2 separate regions of the Pan troglodytes genome follow, and region 2 is linked to region 1. The links are chromatin contacts, called in public HiChIP or PLAC-seq maps. All regions are on one chromosome and are shown on one strand. Each heading gives the region's core, a stretch centred on a gene start, on an enhancer-like site or on the middle of the called end of the contact. The rest is flanking DNA. Distances are from core to core; before and after follow the strand shown. Region 1 holds the start of SAMD4A (sterile alpha motif domain containing 4A). Region 2 holds the start of GCH1 (GTP cyclohydrolase 1).

Evidence for each region. HiChIP or PLAC-seq counts read pairs in DNA pulled down with a chosen protein or histone mark.
Region 2: an H3K4me3 HiChIP or PLAC-seq map of stem cell-derived excitatory neurons shows a contact between it and region 1, with 4 times the contacts expected there. The contact joins the promoter of GCH1 here to the promoter of SAMD4A in region 1. A contact is called at or near these places in 1 of 7 Hi-C or Micro-C datasets (stem cell-derived neural progenitor cells) and 1 of 1 datasets of contacts at active chromatin or transcription factors (stem cell-derived excitatory neurons).

What each region holds. Positions count from the first base shown.
Region 1 is chr15:52,558,191-52,562,895 of NHGRI_mPanTro3-v2.0_pri, forward strand. SAMD4A (sterile alpha motif domain containing 4A) reads left to right here and starts at 2,512. Exons shown (of 13, transcript XM_063792916.1): 1 at 2,512-2,603; 2 at 3,782-4,399. The coding sequence starts at 4,204.
Region 2 is chr15:52,894,539-52,898,686 of NHGRI_mPanTro3-v2.0_pri, forward strand. It overlaps GCH1 (GTP cyclohydrolase 1), which reads right to left and starts at 2,439. Exons shown (of 6, transcript XM_063792927.1): 1 at 1,845-2,439. The coding sequence starts at 2,187.

The sequences.
Region 1 (4,705 bases), core at 1,262-3,761:
GGCACAAGGTGACACAATAAGTATTTTTCAAATGAATAAATAGGAATACAGTGAACACAGACATAGTAATATCTCTTCTAATGAAAGGATATTTTCATTCATTTTTCAAGTGATGTGACTATATAGTAAGTGTTAGGCACTTCTTATTTATCAATAATACTGGGTCCAGGTTGACATAGGAAAAATCCACACTTAATACAATACCTTATATTTAATGAATGTATTTTTTTTTTCCTTTAGAGTGATGACTTCACTCTGGGGAAGAGTGAGGCCACATCCCTGGGTTTTATTTATACTCCCTTTCCTTTGCCCAGAGGAAAGGAATTGTTAACACACAAATACAAGAGTACTGACAGCTCATGTCATGCTCAACTTTATATGTCTTAGAGTGTCCTGAACAGTAAGAATTCAAAAATTAGATAAATCAATGTCTTTTCCTAGGTCAAAGACTGGTGTAAGAACTACACTCTTCCAGTAGATGGCAGTATTTTCATTCACCAGCTTAAGTTTTTTTTTTGTTTGTTTTTTTGGTTTGTTTTGTTTTTAGTTTTACTATACCTTTAGTAAACTGCAGGTGAAAATACATGTTAATGAAATTTCTGGTTTTTTAACTTTCTTTTAAAAAAAATTCACTCTTGGGAGCTTCCAAAAGCCCTAGAACATCTGCTTTGCCTACAATTTATAGCAAGGTATATACCGAAGTAGACCATACTCTCTAATCCTCCCTATTTCCTGATATAAGTTATTACTAAGAATTAGCTAATTGATAGTAATCTCTTGGAGAAAATCTATCAAGCCTTTCTGCCTCTACAGTAACAAAACAAAACAAAAATAAAACACTGACTCCAGGTTTCCTGTTTTCTAAATAGGGCAAAATATTCATTAAATTAAGCGGATACCTTACCTGTCTGGTTAATAATTAACTTTTAAAAAATCCACATTTTTGCAGCTCGACCTCAACAAGACCTTTCAAAAACCCTAACAGATGGTTAGGTGCTATCACGTGTCTGAAACGAACTATACGCTGCAGAAACTAAATTTGAGGAGGAAGGGAAGAAAGCATTGAAATTCCAGGGACATATGCTGGAGTTGGAAAACAAAAGTGTTAATTAGTGGAATAATATCTCAGATACTTTCTCTTCAAAACAGTGGATTAGCAGGAGTAGGAAAGGCTGGGTCTGAAACACGCGTTTCACTGCCTTCTCAGAATTACTCCCGTATAAACAAAGCCTCAAGTTGCTGGAGGGAGCAGTGTTTCCTCTGAAATCACGGAGATAGCCCAGATTTAGTCATCCAGTCCTCCTTGCGAATATTCAACCCATATCAGGAGGTACAGAGGTTTTTAGGGTTTAGGGTATTTTTAACCAAACCTTTACTTTCAAGACTAGCAGAGGCACTTTCGCAGCCCACCCTGCGCCACTCAGCCTCTGCGCTGCGCCCTCCTCGCCTCTCGCGCGGCAAGGACCTGAAGCCCCCGTGTGGCCGCGGCCCTGCGCACTCTCCAGATCCAGGTGAAGGTTGCGAGGCCTGGCGACGCCTGAGCGCCGACAGGTGGCCTCGCCCCGCCTCTTTGTCGCCCAGGGCGGCGCTCGCCTCCGCTCCAGGCCAGAAGCCGCAGCCCGCGCGCCAGGCACAGCTCCCCCGACCGGTCTCAGGAGTTCGGCCACTTCCCCGGGGAAGAGCGGGACTCAGCCAGGCGCCGGGCCGGCCTCTAGGAGCCTGCGCCAGAGCAAAGGGCATCCGGCACCCGACCCGGGCCAGGCCCTTGGACTAGAGCGGCACGGAGCGTAGCGCCTGGGCACGTCCAACCCTGTGCACTGCCCCTCAGCCTCGTGAGCCCTTCGCCTCCACGACCCCCGGAACCCATCCCAGCAAGTGCGGCAGTGACCTCGGGTCTCACCGCCCGGGGGCCAAACAGCTCGGCCACCCCGGGGCCCCAGAAGGGCCGAGGGTCAGCCGAGCGGACGAACCACATTCCCAAGGACAAGCAGCGGGTGGCAGCACCGCCCCCGCCCGAGCGCCCTCGGGTCCCTTTCTGCCGGGGCTCCAGTGGCTTGAGTGTCCCGGCCCCTCCAGAACACGCAGGCGGCCGCAGGAAGAAATTCACCCGGACCCGTCCTTTTCCCCGAACTTCTTCGTTCCTCTCGGAGGTTCCTTCTACCCGACCCCTCTGCGCCACCAGCTCCTCCCACTCCGCTCCCCTCCCCTTTTTCTGGTCCCCACTTAGGAATCCGTCCCCCCGCCCTGCTCCGGGTCCGGGGTTCCTCCCCCCCAGTTCCCCCCGCGTGCCGTCGCCGCCGCCCGGGTTCCTCTCCCCCCGCTCGGGCGCTCCCTGCCAAGCCCATGATGTAATGGTGTATGTTAATCAGTAGCATGTGGGGAGCTCCGGCTCGGGCGGCTCAGTCCTCCGCGAGCCGACACTGGAGGCAGCAGCAGCGGCGGCTGCAGCGGCCCCGACTCGAAGCACCGCACTCTCCCCGCGCCGCCCGCCCCGACGGCATGGCCCGCGGCCGGCGCTCCGGGCGCCCCCAACCCCGCTGAGAGCCGCCGCGGCCCCGGACCCGCGCAAGGGCCCCCGAGCCGCCGGGATGAGCCGCGCCGAGGTGAGAGCTCCCTCCCTACGGCCCTCGGCGGGGGACCCGCGGGTCACTGGGGTCCCCTCCCCGGGGGCTTCCCCCTCCGTCCGAGAAGTTCTGGGAGCCGGAAGCAGCGTGTTGTTGGAAGCTAGCGGCTCCTTGAAGGCTGAGTCGCTGGGTTCTCCTCCCCGCCGGCGGCGGCCACGAGAACCGGGATGGGACTGGGGGAACCCCCGCAGCCGAACTTTCTTTGCTGTCGTTGGGGGGCGTGTGCCTGCGGCGCCGATCCGCATTCCCCGCGGGGCCGCCCCGCCGGCCGAAGGGAGCAGCGCTGCGGACCCTGGCCGTCCCCGCGCGGGGCGTGTGCCCAGCGCTGTGCCGCCCTCGGCCTGCGACGCGCGGGCGAGGCTCCGGGCTGGACAGACCCGCCCGTAGGCGGCGGCGGCGGCAGGATGCCTGCCACACACGCGCGCACACACACACGCACACGCGCGCGCACAGTGACCGCTCCGGCCGGAGCAGGCCCAGGGAGACCTCCCGGGTGGGCTGGCGCGGCGCGGCGCGGGGGAGCCGGGGCTCTGGGTTGCGCCGCCGCCCGCTGGGCGCGGAGCTTTGGGTGGAGAGAGTTTATTTTTGTCTCGAGCTGCTGCCGCGGCTGCTCACGGCCTAAATCCAGAGGGGCGCCTGGCGGTGGAGATGCTGGCTGTTGCTGTAGATGGAGCTGCAGCCGCTCGGCTGCTTCTCTGGGAGGAGGAGGAGGAGTAAGAGGAGGAGGAAGGAACTCGGGCTGCCGCTGCCTCCGCCTCTGCTTTGCATTAGCTCCCACCCCCACCCCCGCGCCCCTTCGCAGCCGCATTGCAAGTTTTCTGCGCGGGGAAGATCTGTTGCTGGTGCTGGCGTTCTTAGGCACGGCGCCCGAGGCCACCCCAGGCGGGCCGTGAGGGGAGCACCAGCCGCTGGCAGCGGCAGCAACAGGAAGCCGCGGGGTCTCCTCCCGCACCTGGGAAGCAGGCTTCTCGCTGTTATCCGGTGGGCAATAGCCCATCTCCCGCATCGGGTGCGGAGGGGGCGGCTGGATTTCGGCGAACCCAACCTTCCGCGGGACGCCCCCTCCCCTGGCCCCAGCACCCTCTGATGCCCTCGTCCCCCCAGGGCGCGCTCCTCCGCTAGCCGAGGTCTCACTGCAGCTCTTTCTCTCCTTCCAGTGGTGATCGCCGCTCGGGAATGCGGGCGTGAAGGGTCCGAGTTGCCGCCTAGCGGGGAGGAGACCCCAGGACGCCGGAAATCACCATCCCAAAGCTGCAAGAAGGGGGGAGAAAGCATTCTTCATTCAGTTGTGTGCCTTGTGGGGGATTTTTAAAAAGTCGTTATTTTTTTTTAAAGAAACATTTCCGTGCTACTGTCTGTCATCGTCTCTGGGGAAATCAGCCAGAACCACCGGAACGTAACTGAAACCAGACAAGAGAGGCAGGAGCCCAGGCAGTACCTGCAGCGTCCGGGCACCAGAGCCACCTTGGAACAGGAACGCGTCTCCGGCCGCGGGGCTGCGGCTCCGCCAAACTTTGGGGCGGGCGGGGCGGGCTGGGGCGCCCAGGGGGCTCTGTAGACCGAGGGCGGCCCCCTAACCATGATGTTTCGCGACCAGGTCGGGGTGCTGGCGGGCTGGTTTAAGGGCTGGAACGAGTGCGAGCAGACTGTTGCGCTGCTGTCGCTGCTCAAGCGCGTGAGCCAGACCCAGGCCCGCTTCCTCCAGCTCTGCCTGGAGCACTCGCTGGCCGACTGCGCCGAGCTGCACGTCCTCGAACGCGAGGCCAACAGCCCCGGTAAGTGTGCGGCCGCCGCCGCCGTCCCGCCTGCGCACCCCCCCCTCCCTCCGCTTCTCTGCCTCGGGCCAGGCCGAGGCCAGTCCCTGCCAGCCGCGCCGGGACCTGGACGGCACGGCCCCGAGGCCCTCGGAATCCACCCCCTCCGGGTCCCCCGCCCCGACCGCCCCCCACCTACTTACCTCCGCCGGCCGCTTTGGGATTTTGCCCACTGTGAACTCCGTCAGCCCTTTCAGTGTGGTAGCTACGGTAGCATGAATGATTGATTTTTCTCTCATGCAGTTTCCTGGGAAATAAGTAAGTCAG
Region 2 (4,148 bases), core at 1,189-3,688, 340 kb after region 1:
GGGATTACAGGCGTGAGCACCGAGCTCGGCCAACCAGAACAGTTTTCTAATGTGGAATGATGTGTTCTTTGCAGTTATTAATCCTCTTTAAATGAATCTTCGCTCATGAGATATTTCAGCTAACCATTTCTCAAGTAACTCTGTGAGTCACTTTAGATAATTCTGTGACCTGTCTCAGGGTCAGAAATTCCTCTCTCTTTGGGTAATTAGATCCATGCTAGATTACAGAACACTGTCCTATGAATTCTCTTTAAGGGAGGATTCCCAAAGCCTGGCCGATGCTGTGGAGTAAACCACTTTCTGCGTCTGCAAGGGGCAAAATGAGTAAGGCCTTAAGAAGACATTTCATTACATTGTGAAATATCTCACACACACACACACACACACACACACACACACACACACACACACAAATTTAAAGCCCTAGACCTCCAAAGAGCTGATCCCACAGAAAACTGAAAGTTTCTTCTTCAGTCTTTGTATTTTGAAATCACTTCTGAGATTCCAAACTTTTGCAATTGAGGGGTAAAAAAAAAGTGAATTTGGAAACAGAACTAGAAGTCACTGCCGGTTTTAGAGTGTAGCATCATTTCCTTTTGGGGCCCCGTCTCTTTCACATTCTGATTTCCCACCCTTCCTTTGGGGTGTGGAAGACTGGGCAAAAAATAACTTTCTTTTTCCCAGGATCTATTTGGTGGAATCGCTCTACACTCCTTCAGAGAAATAACTGGGGCAGGGAGATTGCCTTTCCAGCGCACTGTTTTTCTTTCAAAAAACAGTGAACGGTAGAATGCTTCTTAGGCCAAATAAATAAATGTCACCAAGACACACGGAAGGTGTAGACTGGAAAATAATGTCTTTGGTCCCAGCTGTAGAAGCCAGAAGCTTTATTTTTTTAAACATAGATCAATACTGCTTCTCTGGCCAACAGGCAGCAAAGTCCCCATTTTCCACTCTCCATCACCCCATCTTGCATCCTACCCACACTGATTGCATCCCCACCCTCTGGGTGAAAAGCCGACACGCCTCAGACGCTAACAGCACCGGGTCAACCCGGCTTTATTTTAGGGTGGGAGGGTGCGGGGATGAGACTGAGTCCTGGAACCCACGGAGCCCTCCGAATCCCGGAGTAGCTTTACTGCTTTTTGCGGGGTTGGGGGTGGGGGGAGGAAACAGATTTCAGCAGCAAACTTACCCAATCAACCTCACACCTCAAACTCCGGGGAAGCCAGTGCCCAAAATTGTGCCGAATTTTGTAAATGTCCTGAACTGAAGTAAACTTGAGGTGGACAAAAAAAAAAGCACAACTCTAAGACTCCGATCCCCTGGCAAATCACTGGGAATGCAGGTCCCCGAGGTTTCGGGGAAGGATCGCGCCAAGGCTTCAATCCAGATACACACCCTGACAATGGGATCTCAATAAGGAACTACCTAGGAAGCCGTCGCCGCAGCAAGTGCCCAGGTGATCCTTATCGTGGGCAAGTTTGGAACCGCAGGTGCCCCGAGAATCCCGCGCTGGGCGCTCAGGGGAGAGGGCTCCGGGCTCCCGTCCACGCCCACCCGGGGCGTTCTAGGAGGGCTGCGCGCTGGGAGCGGGAAGGGCCCCTGGAAGGCGGCTGCAGCGAGTTCCGGGGCTGAGAGGTCGCTGCCACCCAGGAAGCCCCGACTGTGCCCCACGCAGGGCCTCGGCAGGGCGGCAGGCTAGGGCGGGTTCGGAGGTGACAGCGCCCGGCTCCCTGCGCCAAAAGTGAGGCAACTCCGGAAACTTCCTGGAGCCGGCGCGCGTTTCCTGCAAGCACCGCCCCCGCCGCCCGCACGCTCTAGCAGCCCGCGGGCGCACTGACCTGAGATGGTCTCCTGGTAGCCCTTGGTGAAGAACTGCATGGCCGAGGCCGCCCTCCAGGGCGTCTTGAGCAGCCCTTGCCGCTGGGGGTTCTCGCCCAGCGAGCTCAGGATGGACGAGTAGGCGGCTGCCAGGTTAGGGAGGTTCAGCTCGTTATCCTCCTCGCTGCGGGGCCGCTCGCCCTTCCAGCCGTCCGCGGGCTGCGCGCTCTTGGCCTCGGGCCGCGGGGGCTTCTCCGCCGGCCTGCTGGGCCCGGGCCGCGGCGGATCCCGCTCGGGGAACCCATTGCTGCACCTGGCGCCCCGCGGCTTCTCCGCCGGTGCCCGCACAGGGCCCTTCTCCATGGACCCGCCGCAGCCGCTGCCGTTCGGGAAGGACCCCGGGGCGCTTCGAGGTCTGCGGCTAAACTCCGCCGGTGGCCGCGGACAATGGGCTGTGGCCGGAGTCACCTGAGGAAGGTACGCGACCTGCTTAGATCACACTCCGAGCCGGGAGCGGCCACAGGCTGGAAAGCCCGGCCGCGCCTCCTTTTTATGGCCCGGCGGCTCAGCCTGCGCCGCGGAGCGCTCCCATTGGCCGGCCCCGCCTCGCGTCACGGCCCTCGCCGCGCCCCTCGGCCTCCCGCCCCAGGGGTCCCCAGCAGGGGTCGCGGCTCCGGAGACGCCCGGAGGGGTTCGCAAGCGCAGGGAGGGAAGGAAAAGGGCGCCGGCCCCTAGGATCCGGCGGGACCCCTCCACTTATTGCGGAATGAGCCGAACCCGAAAAGAGGCAGTCGTCCAGGAGCTGGGATCTCAGTGAGAAAGACGCGGTCTGGGCGCCCAGTCGCCCCCTCTTCAGGCCAAGAGGGCGCTGCATTGAAGGGCTCCGGTCCCCTCGCCCTGTGAAAGATCAGCAAACAGGTGGCCTTGCCTGGAGAGAGACCGAGTTAAGCCACCGATTAGGAACCAACTCTTAAGCTTTCAAGGCAAGAGAATAATGTGACTTCAGACTCTTGGGTTTAGTTAAAAACCCACCTGCCACCTAGGGGCCAGGTGGCACCGCTGTCGGGGCAAGTGTCACATCAAGTGGCCCTTATGTGGGTCCCTATGTCTAGAAGGATAGGATTTATGGTTGCTAGAACTTTGATCCTGGAAAAATTGATTTGCAAACGAAGATAGGACTTTCACTTAAAATCCATTTCCGTCGGTGGCTCACGCCTGTACTCCCGGCGCTTGGGGAGACCGAGGCGGGAGGATCGCTTGAGGCCAGGAATTCGAGACCAGCCTGGAAAACATAGCAAGACCTCATCTCTATAAAACCCATTGCATTTTCTAGAAACGCAGTTGTGCAGATTTGGTGCTCAATTGTTTTACAGTTCCATGCAAAGCGTCTTTCCCCAGATGTTGGTACAAATTGTGAAATGCTATTCACCAACTGAACTCTTAACCAGTGACATCTGCTGTAACTGTTTTCTTTGAGATTAAAAAATGGACCTTTTTCCTCACTTGAGGGATTATCTCATAATGCCGAAGGTGAGCTTTAAAACATGTATCAAAATAATATTTTTTTCTTTTTCTTTTTTTTTTTTTTTTTTTGAGGCTCACTTCATCCTCCGCCTCCTGGGTTCAAACGATTCTCCTGCCTCAGCCTCCTGAGTAGCTGGTATTACAGGCACATGCCACCACATGAGGCTGATTTTTGTATTTTTAGTAGAGATGGGGTTTCACCATGTTGGCCAGGTTGGTCTTGAACTCCTGACCTCAGGTGATCCAACCGCCTCGGCCTCCCAAAGTGCTAGGATTACAGGCATGAGCCACCTCGCCCGGCCATTAATATTTTATTTGTTTCAGAGTTTTGTTTTTTTGTTTGTTTTTTTCTTTTTTTGAGATGGAGTTTTGCTCTTGTTGCCCAGGCTGGAGTGCAATGGTGCGATCTTGGCTCACCGCAACCTCCGCCTGCCGGGTTCAAGCTTTTCTCCTGCCTCAGCCTCCCAAGTTACTGGGATTACAGGTGCCTGCCACCATGCCCGGCTAATTTTTTTGTATTTTTTGTAGAGACAGGGTTTCACCATGTTGGCCAGGTTGGTCTGGAACTCCTGATCTCAGGTGATTCACCTGCCTCAGCCTCCCAAAGTGCTGGGATTATAGGCGTGAGCCACCGCGCCTGGCCTGTTTTGGAGTCTAATGTTGATTTTCTTTTTCTTTCTTTCTTTCTTTTTTTTTTGAGATGGAGTTTCGCTCTTGTAACCCAGGCTGGAGTGCAGTGGCACGATCTTGGCTCACTGCAACCTCTGCCTCCCAGGTTCAAGCGATTCTCCTGCCTCAGC